2 separate regions of the Hordeum vulgare genome follow, and region 1 is linked to region 2. The links are chromatin contacts, called in public Hi-C maps. All regions are on one chromosome and are shown on one strand. The core of a region is the stretch at or near the end of the contact, and the rest is flanking DNA. Distances in the headings are between cores, read along the strand shown. Region 1 holds the start of LOC123403762 (OVARIAN TUMOR DOMAIN-containing deubiquitinating enzyme 2). Region 2 holds the start of LOC123402114 (probable beta-1,3-galactosyltransferase 2).

Region 1 (3,905 bases), core at 1,120-3,619, 230 kb after region 2:
TTGTTCTTACATAAAAGGCCACAAGGTCAAACAAAAAGACTGATTCGCAAAAGAGTAATCAACTAAATGAAATAAGGCAAAGGTTTCCTGCGGTTGCAAACTCCAATAAGCTGCCATGAACCTCTTCATTTTTCTAAATGCCATGAATCGCTTGACTTTGCCAATCCCAGCCTGAAAAATAAGAGATAGAAAAGAACAATCACACGACTACTCTTAACTTTTTTCAGTTGTACAAATAAGATATCACATTCTAAGAGTATGAGGAAATGTTTTTTTCCTATAGAGAAGCTATACCTAATTATTTAGCTAATTGCCAAATCTCTTCCAAATGTGCTCAACCAAGTCCCTCTTGAGTTGCGTATGTGTTGAGCGATCACGAATTCCAGCATTTCTCCGAAGAACATCAGCAAAGCATGTGTTACCACCTACCTTCATTTCTGGAGGTAACACAACTGATGACCCCGGAGTCTCATTCAAGTCAAGAGGAGTGGTGACCATTTCCCTCTCATCTTCAACTATCATATTGTGAAGAATGATGCATGCTTTCATAATATTTCCAATAGATGCTCGCGACCATAATCGTGCTGGACGACGCACAATGGAGAAGCGAGATTGCAAGACGATGAAAACGATCCTTTACTTGGTTCATTTCCCTCTTTCTATTTTTTGGAGTGGTGCTGTTGTACGTAGCAGTGACGTCTTGCCAATATCGGTCAGCTTTCTTACAATTTCCAGCTATTGGATCATTTGAGTTGTTCAACCATGCACTGAACTGCATGATTTAAAGAAAAATTAGTAATGTCCGAACATGATAAACGCTTATCATTTGAGTTGAATTAACTTACCAGTCTTTTGTCCTCTTCTTTTGTCCATGATAAACGCTTATCAGTCCTACATATTTCAACATTATCAGGAATCATGCCTTTGGCCATTGATGGATGTGGTGCCATAACTGGAGCACATGGAGGATGACCACCACCAATACTGATGTTGTGTGGCACGAGTGACTCATGAGAAGTTTGCGATGAAATAGCAGGAATCGACGGATTTTTAAAATAACTTAAGAAACCACCGGGTGGGTATGAATCCATTCCACTGCAAAATAATTATCAACAATCTGGTTAAGAAGTAATTATGCTCATATTAATAAAATACTCATATTTGTCTTCTAGTTATATCCAAAATTCAGAGAACGCTCCTCCGCCTCCGTATTCTGACTTGTTGCCGTACAACATCAGTTGGTGAAGCACTGATTATTATATAGCAAATATGTACGTCTTAAGATGATTGCTAACAGAACTGAACAGAAAAAATGACAATTTATTATATAGCAAATATTTTTAGCATAGAACTGTTATCAAACTCAGTGCTCCATGTGAGTATAACGAATGGTTGTCGTGCGTACTTTACATTTTTGTATCATTCCACACCTGTGGGTTCAGAATACAAGTGCACACTGAAGAAACCAAAATCAACCATGGACTTAGCTGTACATGTGTACGTACCTGAAATCTTTCACGGGCATGAGGGGAGGAGATCCTGACGAACTCCAATAGCCGGGAGGAGTGGAGGTGCCCATGGTCTGCATGGAAGGAGCTATACCATAGGACGCAGCAACGTCGGGAGTCAGCGTGGGTTCGCTGGTAACAGCCGTTGCCGGCCACGAATACGGCGGCGGCGGCGGCGGCGCTTGAACCCTAGTTTGGCGGCTCATGGCCAGAAGTTTGGGGCAAAGTGAAATTAAGAGATGAACGCGAGAGGGGATTTGATGGAGGCGGGAGCAGCAGGGCAATTTGGGCGCGAGCAGCAGAGTGATTTGGCGCGCCAAAGAGGAAATCGGGATATACACGCAGGAGAGGAGAAATTTTGGGGCGGCTACTCGCACCAGATCCAGACGACCCCACTTGAATGCTAAAGAAAGGAACGGGCTGGCCTCGGAGCTTGTGTCCGGAGCGTCGGTTCAGGATCATACGTTTTGGTTCTCTCTCTGCTATTATTACCTGCCATGTCATCAAAATAGTCTACGTGGCCAACTTACCAACGCTCATCATACGCCTGTTGGAGATGCCCTTAGTGAAACGCATATATGACACGGAAAAGCAAGCTGGCTGGCTGGAGGAGGACGGTGCTCTGCCGTTGGCCAGCTTCTCAAGCAGCCGATAGCATTTGAGGCAAAGCAGGTGGCCTCGCGCCAGGCAGGACACCTGGACCGGGGAGCTCGGCCACCCCACCGCAGCAAAGCCCCACGCCCACAGGCGCAAACCAAAACCAAAACCAAAAGCAGAGGCGTGCCAGATCCGCCCAACTTGCCTCTCCCTGCCTGCCTCTCTCCAGATCAGGTTATTAATTCCTTGCTTCCTCCCGTCGCCTTCTTCATTTCCCATTCCGTCCCTCGCCCGTTTTCATACATCTCCCTCCCCTTCCCTCGCGCTCCTCTTACCCCTCCCCCAATTCAGAGCTCCGAGGATTCCGACGCAGCCGCCGCCGACTCGTCCTCCTCCTCGCCCGGAAGGCCGACTGGCCACGCGCCCGAGCCGAACCCCTCGCCCTGCCTCCCGGTACGTACGCTCGCGAGGTGTGTGCGTGTGTGTGCGCGCGCGCGAGCTCGCGAGGTGTGTGCGTGTGTGTGTGTGTGCGCGCGCGCGCGCCTGTGCATGTGTGTGTGTGATTCCGCGGCGCTGAAACCCGCCTGCTTGCTTCTCGTCTGCCGCAGCTCGCGAGGGTCCCAATCCCTTGACGCCTCTCGCCTGCCATGCCACCTGATAGTGCGGGATTGGTTCGAATTGCTCGTTTGTTGGTGGTTGTTGGCGAGCGGGTGGGTTGCCTTGTTATGGTACACCGTCTCATTTGCCTCGTTATAGCGCCGAGCCGGTAGCAGGCGTCGTTTAGGCGTCCCTCGCCAGTACGCGGGGGTTCGAATTAGCAGATCGCGCGTTCGCGATACCTGCTGTTGTTGCGTCACGATGTCAACCTGGGCGTCTTCTTCCTTTTCTAAGTGAAAGAAAATGTACGCTCGTCTCCAGTAGCATGTATGTATGTACTATGTATTTGCTGTTATTTTTCAATCTGACGTCTGATTCCAAGTGGAAAATGTCGATTGGGATGCGTGCAGTACCAGCCCTAGTTGAGCGCGGTTCTGAATCTTTATTTTCGCCGTTTCAGTGATTCAGGCGTGTTTCCTAGCTGCGTGGAAATGGATGGCCCTGTCGTGAGGAGAGTGATCCCTTCGGACAACAGTTGCCTCTTCAATGCCGTCGGGTATGATTCTGCGCCTGTCGTGATATGTTGTACTGGCAAGGAAACGATTTCGCAGATGATGTGGTCGCTGATTGTGCTTCTCGACACCTCTCCTGGTGCAGTTACGTGATGGAGAATAACAAAAACAAGGCTCCTGAGCTCAGACAGGTAACTGCTTCTGATATCTGTTTAGCAATTTGGCAAAACTGTTGTGTTGTCAGAGCCAACCTTATCGCATCAGTTGATCAAAAGATGCCATTATATAAGTTCTAGAAGAATTTTATCTATATCTGTTCAGTTGATGTCCAGCATTTCATATATGGCTCTAAGATATTTCAGTATTTTTGTCAAAACGGCATGAGACCGTCTCGTCCAGAAAAGCTGTTCCAATCAATGCAGTTGCAAGTCATCACACAACTGGTTTTGACAGAAAATTGAGACCACGGGTCATTTAATGTACAGTGTAAAGAGCATAGCATGCTTATCAAGTACCCTAGATTGATTTTGGAATGATAAGCTTCAGTCCTTCAATGCGGAAGTTATTATGCATCATTCACATACCAGCAGCTTCAAAACATCCAAGTCCTTCAATTACTTCCGCGATATTTTGTCCTTCAAATCATGTGTGTAAATAAACTAGATGTGTTCTGTCCATACAATCTATCTGT
Region 2 (3,502 bases), core at 457-2,956:
ACGACGCCATCCTTCTCGCGGCCGCGGTGTCGAGCGGCGATCTCCTCAAGGGTGTGGCGCTGGCGACCCATCTCCTGATGAGGACATGGCTATCTTGGATACGACCAAACATATTTCATATTTGCATATTTGTGAGATGATTTTTTATAATAATGATGCAATAATTTATTTATGTTATCTGGAATAAAAAATACTTCACCTATTTCTACTCCATGCCTAAATGCATAATTGTCGAACGCTTGCCTGAATCACGTGTGAAGATAAAGGAAGAGGAAATGATTAAGTGTTGTTCAAAAAGTCCTCACATTAAAGCAAATGATTATGTGTTGTTTAAGAAGTTCTCTCACGTCACTTTAGTTCAAGAAAAGATAAAGTCCAACTCTCTCACGTTCTGTACTCAGATTCGGACTGCACAGACACACCTGTCTCAAAATATCAACAACATCTGCACACGACTCCGAATCGGGTGATTTTTTTGTTTGAAAGTAGATTTTTATCTACGTTTCGGCTTAATTGGAATCACTTTTAAATTCGTCCGGAACGTGAAGATAATTACAGAACAATCTGAGATTGCATGAGAGTCCGAGTAAAACTATAACTCCAAAGGTGTTGCATCACCTCCATTTGGGCCTATGGGCCTTGTACGACCTAGGGTTGGTTGGAGGCTATCTTGGAACGTCCTCCCACATCGTTGGCCTCCACCCCTTGCTCCTATATAAGTAGATCAACCTAGTAGATTTTTTCTTGGAATTTGTTTAGTTAAAAGTTAGCCATTCCAACTTCGTGTACTTCGTTTGTGCCAACGATCAGACCAAGACCGCTTTCAGATCCTCATCTTTATCAATACTTCATATATATTCGCAATATTCAGATTGCTTTTATCATATTCTTGTTTGTTCTTCGATTGCTTGCAGGAAGAGACCTTTGTGGTGAGGTTGATCGTGATCCGACGTGGTCAATAACCTCTTAGAGTTGTTTTAGTGATTGCTAAGGTGCAACGTCGTGCACGTTTGTAGTCGGTTCGTCAAAGTCGTCTCCACCAAATCGATAGTCATCATCTCATCGAAAGATCGAGACCCTCGCATTTATCATCTACTCCCGGACGAAGTGTCCCACGCCCATTCGAGGACGGTCTCGTCGGCGGCGGCCATGTCCAGGTGCTCCTGCTTGATGGAGAGGAGCGCCGGCCCGATCTTCGGCTTGACGAGGCGAGAGAAGGAGCCGTCCTCGTTGATGATGATGCCGCCGCTGCGCGTGCACAGCCCGAACAGGGTCTTCAGCAACTCTGGCTTGACAGGGAAGAGTGTCGGTGATCCAAAGGAGCGGGAGCGGGAGCCGGACGAGGATGATGACGCGGTTTTCATGCGCCTCGGCGTCCTAGCTAGTCTAACTTTATAATGGAGTGGTACAAGGTTGTTCCATAAAAAAATCTGCAACTTAATTAGACCAGCAGGACAGTTTCAAAAATAAATAAATTAGTCCAGCAGGACAAGAAAACGCGATTTGACCATGGCACCTCGCAAGGCGCAACCGCAGCATCCTTCCTTCCACAGCCGTGCAGCGACTGCGACGGCACAACAACACGAGCACGGGGAACACAGAGCGAGCGGTTGAGCCTTCCACATCCCCCCACCCCACCCCACCCCACCCCACCATCACCCTCAAGCAAGTGGCTCAGCTCAGCCGCAGCGGCGGCAGCCTGCAGGCGCATGTGAGAAGCCACCGTGGTCCTCGTGGAACTCCATCTATCCATCTATCCGCGCCGGGGAAGGGACGAGATCGCGCCATTAAAAAAGAGCAGCGCGGGACCGCGCTCCCGCGACCTCGAGGGTCTCGAATCCCGGGCGAACCATCCCTGCGCCGAGCTCTGATCCGGTAACAACAAGTGGCCGGCCACCTTGATTCGATTCGCTTGGCCGTTCGTTTTGTTTTTACCCGCCACCATCACCACCACCTCTGCAGGACTGCGGCTCAGCTCCTCGGTTGTTTTCTTGACGCTGCCGACGGACGGACCGACCGTCCATCCACCCCCACCTCGGGGCTTGCCGTCCCCCCCGCTGTCGCGTTTAGATTAATCAATGCGGGCGGGGCTAATGGCGTGCGCCAGTGGACACTGACTGACCTCCGCACCACACCCACATGGCCCGTCGTGGGGTGGGGGGAAGGTGACCAGGCGAGGTGAGCCGTGAGCAGCGCAGAGGTGCGTGCGTGCGAGACCGCCAAGGGCAACCAGCCAAGAACGAGGCCTCCTTCCTTCCTGCTCCCTCCTACTACATGCACTGTGGGAGAAGGTGAGAGACTGAGGAGGCGAGGACACCGTGCTGTAGGCGGCGGCGGCGGCGGAGGCCACCATGAGCTGGAAGAAAGCCGGAGGGGATGGAGGCGTGTCCAAGCGGTGGGCCGTGCTCCTCTGCCTCGGGAGCTTCTGCCTCGGCCTGCTCTTCACCAACAGGTAAACCAGCACCCCCAATTCTCCCTCCTGCTTCCTCAATTTCCCTCCCAAGATTCCCAGCTCAGCTCAGCTCCGATACCAGCTCGAGTTCAGCTGGGCCTAGCGCAAGATCCGCGACGTCTCGCCAGCCTCCAATTTGTGAGACTAGAGATCGGATGGCCGATGGGGTTGCCAAGGCTCGATTTGGGGATTTCTCGATTCCTGTCGGCAGCCTCTTCGTTCTGCCCCGCCATCGAATAATCCACCTGTTTTTGGCTAATCTTGTCACGCAAAGTCCGATTCTGATGCTGCCGAATTGCGGGTGCGTCAAGTAAGGCTCCATGAATTTAGGAATTCGGTGGGTTTGCTGCCACATCGGGCCATTTTTCCTTACCACAACTGGGTCCGAGTGCGGATGATCCTGCGCAGATTCTTGATATAACTGTAGAGACGAGTTATTATTGCTACTAGGTGATGTATCCTCCTCCAACATTGAATAACTGTACTCCTACCCACAACTGTAAGATGTGATCACATCTTATGAACGTCTACTACTTCTGTTCTCTTGAATTGGAATGTTTTTCTCCATTGCGATGCCATTCGACCCCGAAGTTTAGTACAGTAAATGATTCTTGCGCATCCGGTTTGCTTGATCCAGAATGTGGACACTGCCGGAGGCAACCGAGGTTCCGCTACCGAATCAAAGCGTCGAGGAAGGCAAAGCTCTAGTTGATGCAGACTGTGGTTCAAAAAAGGTACCGGTGGTGTACTTCTCCCTCCATTCATTTTTGTCAAGGATTCCATAATTGCACATTGATATTCATATATTGTACAGCAGCCGCACAAGTCAGTGTTATAAAAGCAGATTGCTTCTGTGTAATGAGTGTTGTAGATTTATTATGTTGTACCACCCGCATTAATCGTTGATACATAGTTTGATTATCATGTGCTGCTAGGTTCAAGAACTGCAAAAATACAAAGATGTATTACCAGATCAAGATACTCATCATGATGTACAGTATGTAACCGGCTTTGTCTTTATTGAGCGCATCATTTGTTCCTTTATTGGAA

Evidence for each region. A called contact is a pair of places that touch in the nucleus more often than the background predicts.
Region 1: a Hi-C map of seedling shows a contact between it and region 2, with 2.6 times the contacts expected there. The contact joins the promoter of LOC123403762 here to the promoter of LOC123402114 in region 2. A contact is called at or near these places in 3 of 6 Hi-C or Micro-C datasets (leaf and seedling) and 1 of 1 datasets of contacts at active chromatin or transcription factors (embryo).

What each region holds. Positions count from the first base shown.
Region 1 is chr6H:100,541,913-100,545,817 of MorexV3_pseudomolecules_assembly, forward strand. LOC123403762 (OVARIAN TUMOR DOMAIN-containing deubiquitinating enzyme 2) reads left to right here and starts at 2,370. Exons shown (of 9, transcript XM_045097674.1): 1 at 2,370-2,558; 2 at 3,163-3,258; 3 at 3,360-3,405. The coding sequence starts at 3,194.
Region 2 is chr6H:100,314,828-100,318,329 of MorexV3_pseudomolecules_assembly, forward strand. LOC123402114 (probable beta-1,3-galactosyltransferase 2) reads left to right here and starts at 1,707. Exons shown (of 12, transcript XM_045095995.1): 1 at 1,707-1,875; 2 at 1,963-2,452; 3 at 3,090-3,186; 4 at 3,388-3,449. The coding sequence starts at 2,352.